Linked DNA regions of Hordeum vulgare: region 2 is linked to region 1. Evidence: chromatin contacts called from public Hi-C data. All regions are on one chromosome and are shown on one strand. Each heading gives the region's core, a stretch centred on a gene start, on an enhancer-like site or on the middle of the called end of the contact. The rest is flanking DNA. Distances are from core to core; before and after follow the strand shown.

Region 1 (3,789 bases), core at 685-3,184:
GTATGGAGTCCATAGTTGAATATCTAAGAAGACCATCTCTAGCAGACATTGTAAAAACGCAAACTGTAAAAGTGGGATACGGGTTGAAAAATAGGCATTTTAAGGGTTCATTTTAGCTATGCCCGAACAGAAACTGTAAAACTGCGATAAAGAGATCCTTCCTCTGGTCCGGTGGCCGCTGCCCCTTCCTCCAGCCGTCCGTGTCGGCCATGCCGGCCGCGTCCAACCCGGTCGGCCGCGCCCCGTCGCCCGTTGGTCGCGCCCCCTCGCCCGTCGGCCATGCCCCGTCGCCTGTCGGCGACGGCCCATCCTCGTAGGTTGCGCCCCATCACCACGCCGGCCATGCCCCGTCGCCCGTCGGCGACGGCCCATCCTCGTCCAGCCTTGCCGGCCACGGCTTGTCGCCCGCCGGCTATGCCCCGTCACCTTCGTCTTCAGCGACTTTCTCTGTTGCCAGCCGCGCCGGCCGAGTCGTGCCCCTTTGCCTGTCACGCTGAGAGGATTCCGACAGACAGACTGAGGTTATGGGAGGCCATGACGAGGTCGAGCTCGTTCAATTCAACTCGGCGGCGATCGATTGTGGCGTCCAGCGGCCTTTTCTGACACGTGGCGATGAATTCCGACAAGTTTAGAACGGATTTCGGCAAACTCCGGGGCGGCGTGTTTGCTCCGACGAGGTTTGACCGGTATACGGGGCCCCCGGAATCGGCCTTCCAACCTTTAAAAATAAAGATTTCCGATGTGGCTTTACCGTGTCCCTTAAAAAATTTATTGGTTGGACAACTTTTACGGTTTCTATTCTACACATTTTTTACGACTTAAATTGTAAAACACAAAAAAAAAAAAAAAACGGGTTTGAGGGTGTGCTTGAGATGCTCTTGTATATATCCTCGCCCTCCAGCCTCCCATGTCTCAAATGTTTGCCTAGCAAGTAGCTTCCACCACCCCTACGAGGAAGTCTGTCTCCTCCTTTTCCTTGTCAAAACTCAAAAAACTGAAACCTCGTGCACACCGCCGGCTATTCCAGGGCACCAAGAGACCCGGAGGAGAGCGACGGTAATTCTTTGCTGCCATGCTACCAAACTGAAACCTCTTGTAAACCACATGAATTAATTCAGGCACACCAACCGGCCGGCCGGTACATCGAACCACCGATTCGCCGTGCCATGCACACTCCTGGATCTACAGGAGCCGGCCAGCAGGGAAAAGGGAGAAAAGGGCCTGAGGATGGCGACGTGGAGCAAGTGATGAAAGGCCGAGGGGGGTCGACCGACCTCGCGGGCGCCCTCTCCTCCACGCACCAGTAGGTCATATATTTCTCGCCCGGCCCTGTCTCGCGCTTGTCAATCGTGGGATTAATGGCGGTCGGGTCGGGTCCGGCGCTTGTCGAACCACATCACTGTAGGCCGCGCCATCACACCACCACGCCATTTGTTCTCTGGCCACTATTCCACATTCAATGGCCTCCACTGTGCGCATTCAGTGCTCATACCTTGAACCCACTCTGTCTGCTCTCCCGGATCCTCTACATACCAAGCCCACCGTGTACGTACATACCCCCAATCCAATCGTCTCCGGATCTCCTACACACTACCACACATGGTAATTGATATACACTATACACCAACAAGTATGATCAACCAGATGCTCAAGACTAGGTCGGTCGCCACAGCTACGGCGTTTTCTTCCGGTGTTGTGGCTTCCGGCAAAGTTAAAATTGCTGAATATAGATCTCCCAGGATGGCGCAGAGGCGAAGCTACACTAATCAACACCATGACTTAAACTCGAAAAGAAGGAAAGAAAAAAGAACACGATTGAATTCTCGGACGATCCTCTTGGTTGGGCGGGCCCGACGGCCATGACAGGTATACGCTACGATAGATAGAAGCGAGCAGTAGGGTACAGTCTCTACGTCAGGCTCAATTACCCCTTAAATCCCCACCGCGGCTAGGTACAGTGATCGCGCCAACCGCCTAATTAATTGGAACAGTACTGGTACGTGCTGGACCGATGGATGCATCATGCATGCATGGCTAGCCGCATGCATGCTGGGCCACCCACGGTGCTGCAAGCGCATGCACACTGGGTTTCAATGCTCATCACCACAATTCCATCTGTCTATAGCTCCAAGCACTTGATCTCGTCCATGATCAGTAGTACTTCTATCTACAATACCTATGGAGTGCAAGGATTTTGTACGTCACAAATTTAACCGACAATAATGTATACTATGATCCTTCTTCATGAGAAGAGTACAGTACAATATGCCTGCAAGGGAACATCATATGTGCCTACGTACAGATGTTCAGTTAAGTCCAGTCCAGGTTAGCGCAATTACGTTCAGGTTAGCATGCATGTGAAACCATAGTTACGTAATTAAGATACTCCCTAGCTAATGATCGATCATAATCAATGCATGTAGAATTATTGAAGACAAAATGGATGTACCGTGTAGATCCATCAATTTAAGCCGCCCATACCCTATTGCTAGCCGTGGCTCGATCAACAGGAAATGCACGGGCCATCCAACGAATTGGAACAGTGTCTTGCTGGTAGCGGGGGGCTCTACACCACTGCGCGCGAGTTGAATGCTAGTTTGAATTCTCTCCCAAGTGTATTTAATTGCTGCACAATTTTAGCTTTTTCTTTACCGGCATTAACGTGGATAGAAAAGGCCAAACATATATACGGCTCCTATAGTTTGTAAACAGTTGGCTTGCTACTAGATCCGGCTATTCACGCGTTGCTGTCGAAACTTGTTAAGAAATGAATAAATGTAGATGATTTATTATATTTTAAAAGCAATACAGCATAATAATAAAATTTTGAAAATTAACAAGATGCAATTTTCTAACAAAAGTATGAACCGAGAACTACATATATATGTATGCCGCAAGCCTCATATATATGTATGCTCCGAGCGTCATATATATACCATACATGACAACATAAATAAATGTTACTTATAATTGACATGTATGATTTGTTGATGAGGCATGGTTGAATTGGTTAGTTAATGCAAAATATTGCAGGTTATAACTAACATGCAAGAGTTGATCGGCATAGCTGGATGGATAGGAAAAATATGTACTAGTAGTGAGTTGTAACTATATATATAGGAACACTGGACACTATTGTGTGCCAAACATTTGTACTCATTTTAGTCTCTTAAATCTCCTGTACTACTTAAGAACATGTTATTGTACAAGGCCACACACAAAATATTGTTGGAATCTTTTTTCAAATACAAATTCAATTGGCATATAATATTTCTTTTATTTCCTTCCAAATGAATTTCAAAGTTAGAACCAAATTACCATGTGTGACCTTGTACTCTGTTATTACTAATTTATAGTCCATATAATTCTTTTCTAAAGTAAACTTTGACCAATTTTATACAAAAATAAACATTTACAACACCAAATACATACCAGATAAAAATATATCTCATGATGATCTATTGGTATTGATTTGATATAGTTTTACAATGTTGAAATTTGAAAAAACTTATGTGAACTATAAGTTGCAAGCATGGAGTACAGATGAATTAGGTTTAATGTTATTCTTTACAGGAACTTGCACATGACAATATATGTGTCTATAATATCTAGTATTAAGTAAAGTTATCTGTAATATGTTTAGGTACAAATAAAATTATTCTATCTTTGACTTGTCTAATAAACGCACACCCTTGTCCTTCCCGTGGCCCACCTGTCGGGGACACTAGCGCTTCATTCACCTCCAACGCCTCCACCCGCCCCACCCGTCGTGGCACTGCCACTGTTTTT
Region 2 (3,789 bases), core at 558-3,057, 130 kb before region 1:
TTCTATAGCGCGCACATGCTACACCATCTTGACGTGACACTGCCTGCCATGCATCAGACTCTGTATCTCAACATATTTTCAGACGATTACCCTCGTTGGCGAAGCTCAAGTATGGCGGCCATGCATGCAATGAAAAACAGTTTATGTTCCTGAGGCCATAGAGGTTTGGTTCGCCTTCAACTCCTCGCGTCCTAAGGTTTCCACATCTATCCATGCAGTGGCGAATCCAAGGGCCAGGCTTCGCATGGCTTGAGCCCTCAGAAATCATGATTTCTTTTCAGTACTAAGCCTTAGCATTTTTGGCAGGCTCCGTCCAAAAAAAATAGGTGCAACCTAGAACAACTAGGTTACACAAAGCCTACCCTGCATTTTCGTCCTAGATTCGCTGCTGTATCCATGGACGGGGGACGGCGCCGTCTCTTAAGCCTAAAACAAGCAACTTCTTCACCTGTCAGTGTTGTCATTCCTTGTGGCATGTCATCTCTGGAAGGAGAGGAGCCGCAGGATATTTAATGATCAGATTCTCGCAAATGATGCGGTGGTGACATTGATTAGAGATGATCTGCTGGGGCACTATCGATCAGGCTTTCAGTGAGGAGTAGTTCCTATTTGTACCCTACTTTTCTTAAAAGACAAAAGCCTGACGTTGGAGTGTGATTAGACTTTGCATACCAGTATGTACGACGGTACGAGCGATAATTTTCACCGTGCTGTTCCTTCGCCGCCAAAAGTATTCTGATACAGTAGTTATCACATCTCGGCAAAACCCACAAAATTGACACCTGAACCAAACAAATTCACAAATCAAACTGGGTTTAAAAAAATTCACATTGCTGACCATTTTGTGTAGTGCCCGGCAGCCGGGCGTCACACTACACTATGTAACGTCTAGCATAAAGATGTTACACTTCTGGCCAACGTGGCACCCGAAGCCACATTCTTGATTGTCACGTCTAAAAGAAAGAAGCCACACTATATTGTGTGACGCCTTATTGAAAGGAGTCACACTATCTTATATTTAACTGATGTAACTTTTAATTCGTACATTCGATGAAAATGTGTCTTATATGAATATTCTGTATTTTTCTGTGTTCTACGCAGTGGTGGCATTTTCAACTATATTAGGATAATTTTTTTGATAAAAAATCAGTTACAAAAATGCATCATAGTATAACTGATCAAATTTATTATGACAGAAAAATACATCATAGTATAATTTCGTCTCTTATATAGTCTTATATAGTTGAAAAGTTTGTGTGTCTTAACAAATTCGACCAGTTATACTATGATGCATTTTTGTAATAGAATTTTCATCAAAAAAATTATTCAAATATAGTTGAAAATTACACCATTGCATAGAACACAGAAAAATACATGATACCCATATAAAACACATTTTCATCGGATGTACAAATTAAAATTACATCAATTTTAATATAAAATAGTGTGACTCATTTCAGCTAGGCGCCACACAATATAATGTGTGTCCTTTTTCTTAGGCGCCACAGAACCAGGAGTATAGCCCCGGATGTCACGCTGACTAAAAGTGTAACGTACATATGTTAGGCGTTACATAATGTAGAACGCCACATAAAAAGGTCAGGTAAATGAATTTTTCTTAAACGAAGTCGAGTTTGTGAAATTGTTTCGTCAACGGATCAATTTTATCGATTTCACATCCCATGTGACTTTTTTACTGGGAGAAAATGATGTACTCCCACTTAACGTGTGTGTGTGACTCTGTGTGTGTCAGCGTGTGTGTGTCAGAGAGAGAGAGTCTTCCAGTCTGGGGCCACACATTGCATGCTGGCTGAATCTCTCCAAAAACGAGGTAGCGCACGCGTGCACGGTCCATTCATCACTGGTTGCCACAGGCTACAGCCAACGGAAACGGATGGATTGTGCCCACTGAAGTGACCCTTCGAGCAGCTACGCCTGTTAATTTGCCGCTCCCCTTTGGCCCTTTCCGTGCTTTGCACGCCGAATGAGTCCAAGTACAGTCTTTTTTTCTACCATTCCATTTTATATCTTCGGATACAATTCATCATAGTGATACATATATAAGGGTGTGTTTGGTTTGAGAACCAAAAGATATGACATGTCATGGTCTTGAAGGAATGGGTTGATTTCATTTTTGTGTTCGGTTGAAGATAAAAAATATCACGGGTTCGTTCAATTCTTGTGTTTGGTTGGAGATATGAAATAAGAAGAATATGACTCAACTCACCTTGTGGGGTTATTCTTTTTTTAATCGAAATATTATATAAATTTCAGCAACATTTCCATCGTATTTTTGGTTTTAACAATTAGCATGGGTGTTTTCTTTTTTCTTCTATCAATAAGAGAAGAATAACCAGGTGATTTCTTCGATTTGGTGGAATCACTTGATGAAGCATATATAGGGAATATTCCTTTTTTAAGGATCACCCGGTTCCGGTTCCATCCTCAACTAAACATTGGAATGGTGGACCGCAGACGGAATCAACCCGTCTCGTGCCACTATATCCTCAAAGCAAACACACCCTAAGTGATATAGAAGTAAGTGATACATATTATATACAATAGTTTCATAAAATATCATCATATCATCTCGAAAATAGCGATACATAGTGATGTAGAAGTAATCATCATAGTCAATGAGACATCATATAACAAAAGTTGGTCACTAGTCATAATCACAACTCCTCATCATCATCATCGTCAACTCTAACACATTGTAGCACATCATCACATCATCTCGGAAATAACTAATAATCATCATAGTCATTACCACCAATACTATTTAATATCATTTTCGTCAATGAGACATCATATAATAAAAGTTGGTCACTAATCATAATCACAACTCCTCCTCATCATGATCGTCAACTCTAACACATTGTAGCACATAATAACACATTGTACCTAGGACCTACTCATGTGCTTAGGTGGAATATCATAAAACAATATAGGCCCTGACTCCCCATTATGGAGAATGGAGATCATCTTGTCTCCAATTCTTGACCTACGCACAATGTTGCTTCCAAGTAGCTCTCTACGATTGACCATACATTTTTTCCAATCTTTGATTGTCATGACTTCATCGGTTTTAGAAATCCGGTATGGACAGGAGTGATGCAAATACCTAGGCTGACCTGGCCGTGCTGGTCGTATCATCATAACATCAACGCGACCTCTTGGTAAGATCAGATGAGGCACACAATCTTCCGGGATTTTCTGTTGAAAAACATAGTTTTAGCTTTGTAGCTAGCAATGTAGTTTAGTTTTACAAGAATTTATGCAAAAGATGCATGGATGTCGTAATAATAGAAAATCTTACCATGCAACCTCCATGCATGTTACCGTAGTTCATCACGTGCACTAGTGACACATATTGACCATAATGTTGGGGAGGTTGCTGATAGGTATTGTAATTCTTAAGATTATTGATAAATGCGACAAGATGATGTTTCTCCTTACAAGTTAATTCTGCTTCATCATTGTAGTAATAGGTTCTGTCTACCATTTTTCGTACATTTTTTGAAGAACGAAAATAAGTTGTCAATGGAAATAAGTTGTCAACTATTTTTAAATAAACAATATAGATTACTTAATAAATATGGTTGAGAAACTCACATAATGGTAGAACTGAAGGCGTCTGCACATCGACCTAGATGTCGATATTACCTTCAATTTCATCTTCCGGACGAATATCAAAGGTGATAAGCATATTAGGCTCAAATGCATAAGCCTTGCATAGTGCTACCCAAGTTTTGCATTCAAAGGAGTAGGTGTCTGCATTGTACAATT

Evidence for each region. Hi-C and Micro-C count contacts between places; a contact is called where the count stands out from the background.
Region 2: a Hi-C map of leaf shows a contact between it and region 1, with 5 times the contacts expected there. The contact joins two enhancer-like sites. A contact is called at or near these places in 2 of 6 Hi-C or Micro-C datasets (leaf and seedling).

Annotation. Positions count from the first base shown.
Region 1 is chr5H:476,404,461-476,408,249 of MorexV3_pseudomolecules_assembly, reverse strand. No RefSeq gene overlaps it. Among protein-coding and RNA genes, the nearest start is that of LOC123399344, 48 kb to the right of the region's middle. Within about 2 kb of position 1,934, at least 2 of the 3 cell types and tissues checked have open chromatin away from gene starts, as enhancers often do. A contact at or near this core is called in leaf, where this site is marked.
Region 2 is chr5H:476,534,384-476,538,172 of MorexV3_pseudomolecules_assembly, reverse strand. No RefSeq gene overlaps it. Among protein-coding and RNA genes, the nearest start is that of LOC123399348, 58 kb to the right of the region's middle. Within about 2 kb of position 1,807, at least 2 of the 3 cell types and tissues checked have open chromatin away from gene starts, as enhancers often do. A contact at or near this core is called in leaf, where this site is marked.